2 separate regions of the Sus scrofa genome follow, and region 2 is linked to region 1. Evidence: chromatin contacts called from public Hi-C data. All regions are on one chromosome and are shown on one strand. The core of a region is the stretch at or near the end of the contact, and the rest is flanking DNA. Distances in the headings are between cores, read along the strand shown.

What was found. A called contact is a pair of places that touch in the nucleus more often than the background predicts.
Region 2: a contact with region 1 is called in a Hi-C map of fetal liver, with 1.7 times the contacts expected there. The contact joins the promoter of SUGP2 here to the enhancer-like site in region 1. A contact is called at or near these places in 2 of 5 promoter capture datasets (fetal liver and liver), 10 of 47 Hi-C or Micro-C datasets (embryonic fibroblasts, fetal heart ventricle, fetal liver and 6 more) and 2 of 2 datasets of contacts at active chromatin or transcription factors (alveolar macrophages and skeletal muscle).

Annotation. Positions count from the first base shown.
Region 1 is chr2:58,740,528-58,744,695 of Sscrofa11.1, forward strand. It overlaps TMEM161A (transmembrane protein 161A), which reads left to right. Exons shown (of 12, transcript XM_021083443.1): 7 at 1,029-1,089; 8 at 1,188-1,331; 9 at 1,435-1,548; 10 at 1,699-1,873; 11 at 2,001-2,097; 12 at 2,273-4,168. The coding sequence ends at 2,526. Among named protein-coding and RNA genes, the nearest start is that of TMEM161A, 14 kb to the left of the region's middle. Within about 2 kb of position 2,139, at least 13 of the 83 cell types and tissues checked have an H3K27ac peak or open chromatin away from gene starts, as enhancers often do. A contact at or near this core is called in fetal liver, where this site is marked.
Region 2 is chr2:58,825,911-58,830,078 of Sscrofa11.1, forward strand. SUGP2 (SURP and G-patch domain-containing protein 2) reads left to right here and starts at 2,099. Exons shown (of 11, transcript XM_021083458.1): 1 at 2,099-2,371; 2 at 4,095-4,168. The coding sequence starts at 4,106. ARMC6 (armadillo repeat containing 6) reads right to left here and starts at 2,499. Exons shown (of 8, transcript NM_001243929.1): 1 at 2,198-2,499.

The DNA of each region.
Region 1 (4,168 bases), core at 889-3,388:
TCTTTTCTTTCTTTCTTTCTTTTTCTTTTTCTTTTTTTCTTTTTTATTTTTTTTATTTTTTTTGGTCTTTTCAGGGCTGCAACTGCAGCATATGGAGGTTCCCAGGCTAGGGGTCTAATTGGAACTGTTGCTGCTGGCCTACACCACAGCCACAGCAACTCGGGATCCAAGCCACATCTGCAACCTACACCACAGCTCATGGCAACACCAGATCCTTAACCCACTGAGCGAGGCCAGGGATCAAACCAGCAACCTCATGGTTCCTAGTCGGATTCCTTCCCGCTGTGCCATGATGGGAACTCCATCTTCCTTATTTCTTAATCTTCCTCCATATTTCCCACCGTCTTATTTTTCTGAGTTGGAACCCTAGTGATTTCTTCAGATCCAATTCATTAGTTCCTCCTTTGGCTGTTTCTAATATGCTTTTTAACAATCTATCACTTCAATAATTATATTTTCCCTTCAAAAGGACTTAATTGATTCCTTTGCAAATCCATCTGGTCATCTGAGGTAGTCTCATGTCACCTGATCTGCGATTCTACTTTTATTTGCCTCAGTCATTTCACACAGAATTTGATAATGCTGATTTCTGAAATCCTTGGGATCTACACTTTTTTTTTTTCTTTCTGTTGACTCGCCTTTATGGTGATTTGTCTCCTTGTGTGTTTGGTGATTTTGGCTGTGAGCTCAAATTTATTTGCTTTTACTCCATGGAAAATGTGGGGGCCTGAACTGAGAATTGTTTCTAGGACTTTAGTTTTCTCCTGGAATCCTCCAGCTTCCAGGAAGCTCAGACTCAGTGCCCTCCACCCCCATGTCCCCCAGTCCAGTCAATGGTGTCTGCCTAGCACATTCTGAGCTGCACATAATTGGACAACAAAATTGTCCTCATGCTTGTCACAGGGCCTGGCTGAAGCTAGTACATTCCTACCTGGGGAGCAAAAGGCTGTCTTGGGCGGGGTGTGGACAGAGTGGGCTCTGAGGCCCCAGGGGTCTACCGGACACCATCCTTTCTTTGTTTTTCCCAGGCCTGGACAGTATGACCCAGAACTTGGAGCCACTACTGAAGACACAAGACTGGGACTGGGCGTGAGTCCTGAGAAAGGAGGGGGGACAAGGCAGGCTGCTACTTGCAGGCATGATGCTGACCTGCCAAAGGGACCCCCTGACCTTTCTCTTTTCTCCAGTCTCCCGCTGGTCAAGCTGGTCATCCGGGTGGGGCTGGCGGCGGTAGGCTCCATGCTGGGCGCCTTCCTCACCTTCCCAGGCCTGCGTCTGGCCCAGACCCACCATGATGCGCTCACCATGTCAGAAGACCGGCCCATGCTGCAGTTACGTGGGGCATCGGGTGGGTGAGGGGTTAGGGAGCCTAGGGGGAGGGGCTGGGGGGATGGTGGGTACCCATGCCCACGCTCTCTGCACCCTTGCCCCCAGGCTCCTCCTGCACACCAGCTTCCTGTCCCCCCTGTTCGTCCTGTGGTTCTGGACCAAGCCCATTGCGCGGGACTTCCTGCACCAGGCGCCCTTTGGGAGCACTACGGTCTCTCTGTGCGTACGGGGTGGCGCTGGGAGGCAGGGCAGTTGGGGTCCCCCCCGGGGTACTCCAGTCTCTGAGGCTAAGGGAGGAGCCGTGCGTCCTGGGGGAGGATCCTGAGGGGGAGAGCAACCTCACTAGCCCCCTGGCTCCTCTCGGCACAGGCTGTCGGACTCGGCTTTTGACTCGCTGCGCCTCTGGGTGCTGGTGGCACTGTGCTTGCTGCGGCTAGCAGTGACCCGTCCCCACCTGCAGGCCTACCTGTGCCTGGCCAAGTCGCGCGTGGAGCAGCTGCGGCGGGAGGCTGGCCGCATCGAGGCCCGCGAGATCCAGCGGCGGGTATCGGCGGCACCCCGGACAGGGAGGAGGGAATCCTGGGCTCTGGGCAGGGCTCCCGGTCCCTCGGGGGTGGGGTCACCCGGACTCCGGAGGTCCCTGGCTGCAGCCACTGCTACCTGCCCACCAGGTGGTGCGGGTGTACTGCTACGTGACGGTTGTGAGTCTGCAGTACCTGACGCCGCTCATCCTCACCCTCAACTGCACGCTGCTGCTCAAGACGCTGGGTGAGAAGAACCTGCCTGGGCGGGGGCGGAGCCTTGGGTGGGGCTCGAAGGGCGTGGGTGGGGCCCGAAGGGGCAGGGGCGGGGCCTGGGGCTGGCGGGTGAGGATCAGTACAGGTGGGAGTCTCTGTGGCCTGAACCTCCACGCATTACTCCCTCCATCCTCCTCCTCTCGCAGGTGGCTACTCCTGGGGTCTGGGCCCGGTCCCCTCGCTGTCTCCTACCCCATCCTCAGCCCGCGATGGCCCGGTTGGCCCGGAGGAGGACGAGGTCCAGCAAACTGCTGCCCTGATCGCTGGGGCCCTGGGCAGCCTGCTCACGCCCCTCTTCCTCCGTGGCGTCCTCGCCTTCCTCATCTGGTGGATCGCCGCCTGCCAACTGCTCTCCAGCCTCTTTGGCCTGTACTTCCACCAGCACCTGGCGGGCTCCTAGCCGTCTGCAGATACTCCTGAGGTCCCAAGCTCTGGTCCTGGGCCAGCGGGACATGGGCCGCCCCCTCAGTGTCCCCAGGAGCAAGGCGGCCCTGGGAGTCTCTGCTGTGCTAGCTGTGCCACTCCCCTTCACCGCAGTGCCTGATTCTGTACCCCAGCCCCCTTGGACCTCGAGCTTCTGCCTCAAAACTGACTCCCCAGGCCCAGCTGCAGAGGGTCCCGTGGCCAGCTATTGTTCCCAGATTGCATGTGCCCAGTTTGCAGGGTGGTAAGGGTTGGGGGAGGGGGACACTCTTCTAAACAAATAAAGGAGCAAGCTGCTTTTTACAAAAAGGATTCAGGAGTTCCCCGTCGTGGCTCAGTGGTTAACAAACCTGACTAGCATTCATGAGAATGTGGGTTGGATCCCTGGTCCTGCTCAGTGGGTTAAGGATCCAGCATTGCTGTGAGCTGTAGTGTAGGTCACAGATGTGGCTCAGATCCCGTGTTGCTGAGGCTGTGGCTGTGGCTTAGGCTGGGAGCTACAGCTCCAATTCCACCCCTAGCCTGGGAAGCTCCATAAGTGGCCCTAAAAAGACAAAAGACCAAAAAAAAAAAAAGGTTCAAATGGTTTGGGAGGCAGCTTCCCATAGGCTCTCGGGTCACCTGAGTGCACAGAGGTGGGGGATTGGGACTTCAGTGTTGAGTGATGGGGATGATGGAGGGTGAGCGTAGCAAAGGCCTGGGAGGAAGAAGGGAGGAGAGAAGAAAAGGGGGTGAGAAGAAATGTACAAAAAGTGAGAAGTGAGAGAAACACCTGGCAAGGGAAGTTGAAGTTGGTGAGCCTATGATGCAGGGCAGGAGGCCATGGTGGCTACAGACCTCTTCCACTGATATAGGGGGGCTGCTCTTTTATTTATTTAGTCATTTTAGCAGTGCTTGCAGCATATGGAAATTCCCAGGCCACAGGAGTGGCCTAAACCACTGCAGTGATAACACTGGTTCCTTAATCCTTAACCTGCTGCACCACAAGAGCACTTTCATATCAAGGTCACACACAGCCAATGGGCCCATCATTGAGTCCATGGTGACCCAGGGAAGGAGCAAGTGCGGCCATCACTGACTCTGGCATTTTCCTGTAGCTGTGGCCACCTAGTGGGAAACTGATGTGTGTGCATGTGTGTGTGTATTCTAACCTACACGTTTTTAAACCAAATCCAGCTGACAGAAATTTTTTTTTTCTTTTTCCTTTTTTTTTTTTTTTTTTTTCAGAGCTGCACCCATGGCATGTGGAAGTTCCTGGGCTAGGATTTGAATTGAAGCTGCAGCTGCCGGCCTACGCCACAGCCACAGCAATACCAGATCTAAGCGTTATCAGCATTGTGGCAATGCTGGATCCTTAACCCACTGAGTGAGGCCAGGGATTGAACCTGCATCCTCATGGATACTAGTTAGGTTCTTAACCTGCTGAGCCACAATAGGAATTCCCAGCTGAGTAAATTTTAAAGATCAATGATTCATGAATCGGGCTGTATGCAATCTAACAGATAGAAAGGAATTCCTGATGAGTTGTATACAATGAAAGACTTTATAAGGCAGAAGGAAGCAGGAACAAGGAAGTTATACTAGCAGAAAGCAGACTGGCTGTGGCAAGGTCACTGTCC
Region 2 (4,168 bases), core at 849-3,348, 85 kb after region 1:
CTACACCACAGCTCACGGAAGCGCAGGATCGTTAACCCACTGAGCAAGGCCAGGGACCGAACCCGCAACCTCATGGTTCCTAGTCGGATTCGTTAACCACTGCGCCATGACGGGAACTCCTGGTCTGGGAACTTTCACTTGCTGTGGGTGGGGCCACACACATACAAAAAAGATAAAAAGTTTCTCGTGGGGAACCTGGACTGTTGGTAGTGGAGAGTTCCTGGTCAGCTTTGAGGGGTGGGAACTTCTGGGCTGAGTGCTGCTAGAGGGACCCTGCTCCTGGCTCAGCCATCAGACATTGCTTTCATCACCCTGGCCATGCTTCAGACCAAATGCGCCAATGGTGAGTGGCCTTTCCATCACAGAAGCACAGCCCTAAAGGGAACATCACTGCGTCTACTTTAAGGATGAAGAATCTGAAGTTCAGAGAAAGGAAGAACCTGCTGCAGGTCCACAGGCAGTAAGAGGCTTGGATAGGACCCTATCACCCTTTCCTGTCTCGTTAACACCTTCCCTCCACCTGGGTCCTCTGCAGAGCTCCCACCAGTCCTCCTAGACTGCCTCTTCCTGGGAACCTTCCCTGACCACTCAGACAAAGCCGGTGTACTTTTGGCTCCTTCTGCCCCAAGAACTTCCCTCTGTCCAGACTTAAGAGCCCTGAGCTGCAGGGGTCAGTGTTTGGCTCTGGGACCAGCCCTTAGGCCAGACCTTCAGGGTCCCCTAGATCCAGCCCAGCGCTGGGAGCCAGACTGAAAGTTCAGATCTTGGAGTTCCCATTGTGGCTCAGTGGCTAACGAATCCAACTAGGAACCATGAGGTTGCGGGTTTGATCCCTGGCCTCGTTCAGTGGGTTAAGGATCCGGTGTTGCCGTGAGCTGTGGTGTAGGTCGAAGATGTGGCTCAGATTCCACGTTTCTGTGGCTCTGGCATAGGCCAGTGGCTACAGCTCCAATTAGACCCCTAGCCTGGGAACCTCCATATGCCACAGGAGCGGCCCTAGAAAAGACAAAAAAAAAAAAAAAAAAAAGAAAGAAAGACAGAAAGACAGAAAGACAGACAGACAGACAGACAGACAGACAGAAAGGAAAGAAAGTATAGATCTGGAGCTTATGAGAAAGATGGTGCCTGGGAATGGTCACCTGGGAGCCACCTGGGGAATAGCCTCAGCCAGAAGAGGAGAGACAAAGCATTACCAGCTCTGGTACTGCATCCAAGGCATGTTAGGGGGAAGGGAGTCATCAAGGCTCCCAACTGACAGCCAGCTTCCCTTTTAAAGCCACAGTTCTGCTTATCAAAAAAACTGTCCTGATGAGCCAAGGACTCTGCATGATTCCTCTCCCTTCACCTGCCACACCCACCCTGGTTCAGGTGGCCTCACCTGCTTTCTCCCTGCCATACCCAGAGCCTCTACTCTCCACAAGGCAGCCAGAGAGAGACTTGAAAGCTCAGGGACCACCTCACTCACCTATTCAAAATTCTGCAGTGGCTTTCCAACCTTTGAGAACAAGACCCATGAGTTCCCTGGTGGCCTAGCAGTTAAGGATCCCATGTTGTCATTGCTATGGCTTGGGGCACTGCTGTGGCAGCGGGAGTTCTATCCCCGGCCCAGGAAGTCCCGCATGCCATGGGTGCAGCCAAAACCAAAACCAAAACCAAAGCCAGTCTCCTTACCAGCACTTTTCCTACCGGGACCTTCTCACCTGTGCTTCCCTGCTTCTTTCTCATTCTTCCCAGCTATCCAAGGGACAGCCTTCATAATCACTCTGGTCAAAGCATCCCCCGCTCTCCCATCACATCACTCTTTTATAATTTTAACATTATCTCAACATGGAGCGAAATAGTTCATTTATTTATTTGCTTTTGCTGTCTAGCCTCCTCCCCCAATGAAATTTAACTGCATGAGAGCTGGAGCTCCTTTTGTTAAACACCTTCCTCCATCCCCCCACCCCCACCAGCCTAGCATGGGGACGGACATGCAACAGTCACTCAGTACATATACAGGTGCTGAAAGAATGAATAAATGAAAAGAAAGCGAAAAGCAAGGAAGTGGGTAATTTTGTCTCCTGGCGGCTTCCGTAACAGTCTTTCATTACCCAAAACCAAGTCCTTGAAGGCCGCGCCACGGTCACTAGTCCGACCCCACGGCGTCCACTCCCTGCCTTGCGCGCGAGGGGGCTCGGCAGTCGCCACTTCTCACCCGGTCTTCCCGGCCACGTGGGAAAAGGGTGGGGTTCGCGGCTGTCACCAGCTGCAGCGCCGCTGGTCCCTTTCGGCCGCCGTACGCGCGCAGGCGCGCTGGCGCCGCCTCGCCTCGGCCCCTCTCAGCCTGGAGAACCGCTCCCTGGGTGACCAAGGGTGATCGCGGGTACAGGTAAGGCCAAGAGAGCCAACAGGTGTGAGGCAGCGGCGTCTCTGCCACCTTTTCCGGCCTGCTTCCCGTTACCGCCGCCGCCGGCAGACAAATTTTTTTGCCTCGGGAGTATCCGCCCCGAAGACCAGGCAGTGCGCCTGCGCAGAAGGGTTTGGCGACCGCTGCCTGCGTCCGTGCATCCCGGCTCGGTGGCGGCCTGCGCCTGCGCGGCGCGGCGCTGCGGAGACCGTTGGCTCATTTGCATGTCCCCGCCTCGCGCGGTGGCGGCGGCGGGTGAGGAGCCTGAGGCGGTGGCGGGGGCGGCTCCGCGCGCGGTGGGCTCGGGGTGAGGCCCGGGCCCGGGCGTCGTCTGCGGGTGGACCCCGGGGTGGTGGGGCTTGGGCGCAACACCGGGAACCCTGGGTCCCCGCGATGGCGCAGCGGGCTCGGCCCTTGGGCTGCGCGGCGGCCGCGTCAGCCTGGGGGGCGGTCTGCGGCCTCCCGGGCCTGACGCCCCCTTTTCTTCATCTTCGGAGGCTGAGAGGAGGCGGGCCGCTCCCGAAGGGGTTTATTCGTTCGTTCATTCATTCAGCCTGAGCCTGGAACAGCCCCTCTAGTGGGACAGTAACGGCGGCGGGTCGCTGAATTCGGCTGTTTGCTTTTTTTTTTTTTTTTAACCGATTCCATCCCCACAGCAACTCCTCATCATGAGCTGCCCATTCTATAGGTGGGGAAGTGGAGGCTCAGAAAGGTTAGGTCACTTGAATTGATCCCGGGCCACCTGGCCGGGAGACCCTCCCCTTCGATAGCACAGAGCAAGGGGTGCCTCAGAAAAAGGGCTGAAGGATGGGAAAAGGAGGTGATGATTATAAGAAATGAGTATAAGGCAGAAACAAGTTTGGGTTTTGAGGTTGGAGATTTCAAGATGGAAGGGATATCTTGGTGGTAAAGGACATTGCTACTGGATTCCCCTGTTTTGTTTTTCAGTCTTTTTCTACTCAGCCTTTAGGGCTTTGTCCCCACCACCAGGGCCCTGTGTGCCAGGTTCCAGTCTGGGCTACCTGACCTTGCATGGGTCACTGAGTCTGAATTTCCCTTTTGCATTTTTGTATAATTTTATTCATAATAGGACCCACTTCTTTCCTGGGTTGGTGTGAGAAGTAAATGGGCTTGTGGGATTCCCTCCCCTGCAGCAGGACCTGGCACAGAGTAAGCTCTGTCAGTAGGTCATTGTCACTGGTCAGGGACTTCTCCACTCACTCACTGAGAATTCTCTGTCAGAGGGGAAGTCTGCTCTCAGAGTTTCTTTGCTCTGTCTGTGAAATGGGAAAACAGAAATGGGAAATATCACATCTTCCCTAACCACCATTTGCAAGGTTAGGTTTGTCCCTGCTCCCCTACACTGTTGTGTTCAGTTTTATGTATTGCTTCGTGCAGTCCTTCAGTAACCCCAGGAGACAGGACTGCTTTTATAGAGCTGCTTTTAAGGGATTCTGAGGAAATGAGCTTAGAGAAGCAAAATAAATTGTCCGAGATCAACATGCTTGTCTTGCTCCTTCTCAGCTAACACACACCTCTGAGGTTCATGAGGGCAGAGCTCTTCTTAAAATAATCCAGCCTCCCTTTGAAATACCATGTCAGATTATGGATTATTGCCTTTTACTTTGAGGATTAGGTAAAATAGAGCAGGCTCTGTGAGCATTAGTTGTCACTCCTAGTGTCTTTTTTCCCCTTCTTACTGCAGGTCAGAGAAACATGGCAACAAGGAGAATTGCACAGGAGACTTTTGATGCTGTATTGCAGGAAAAGGCTAAACGA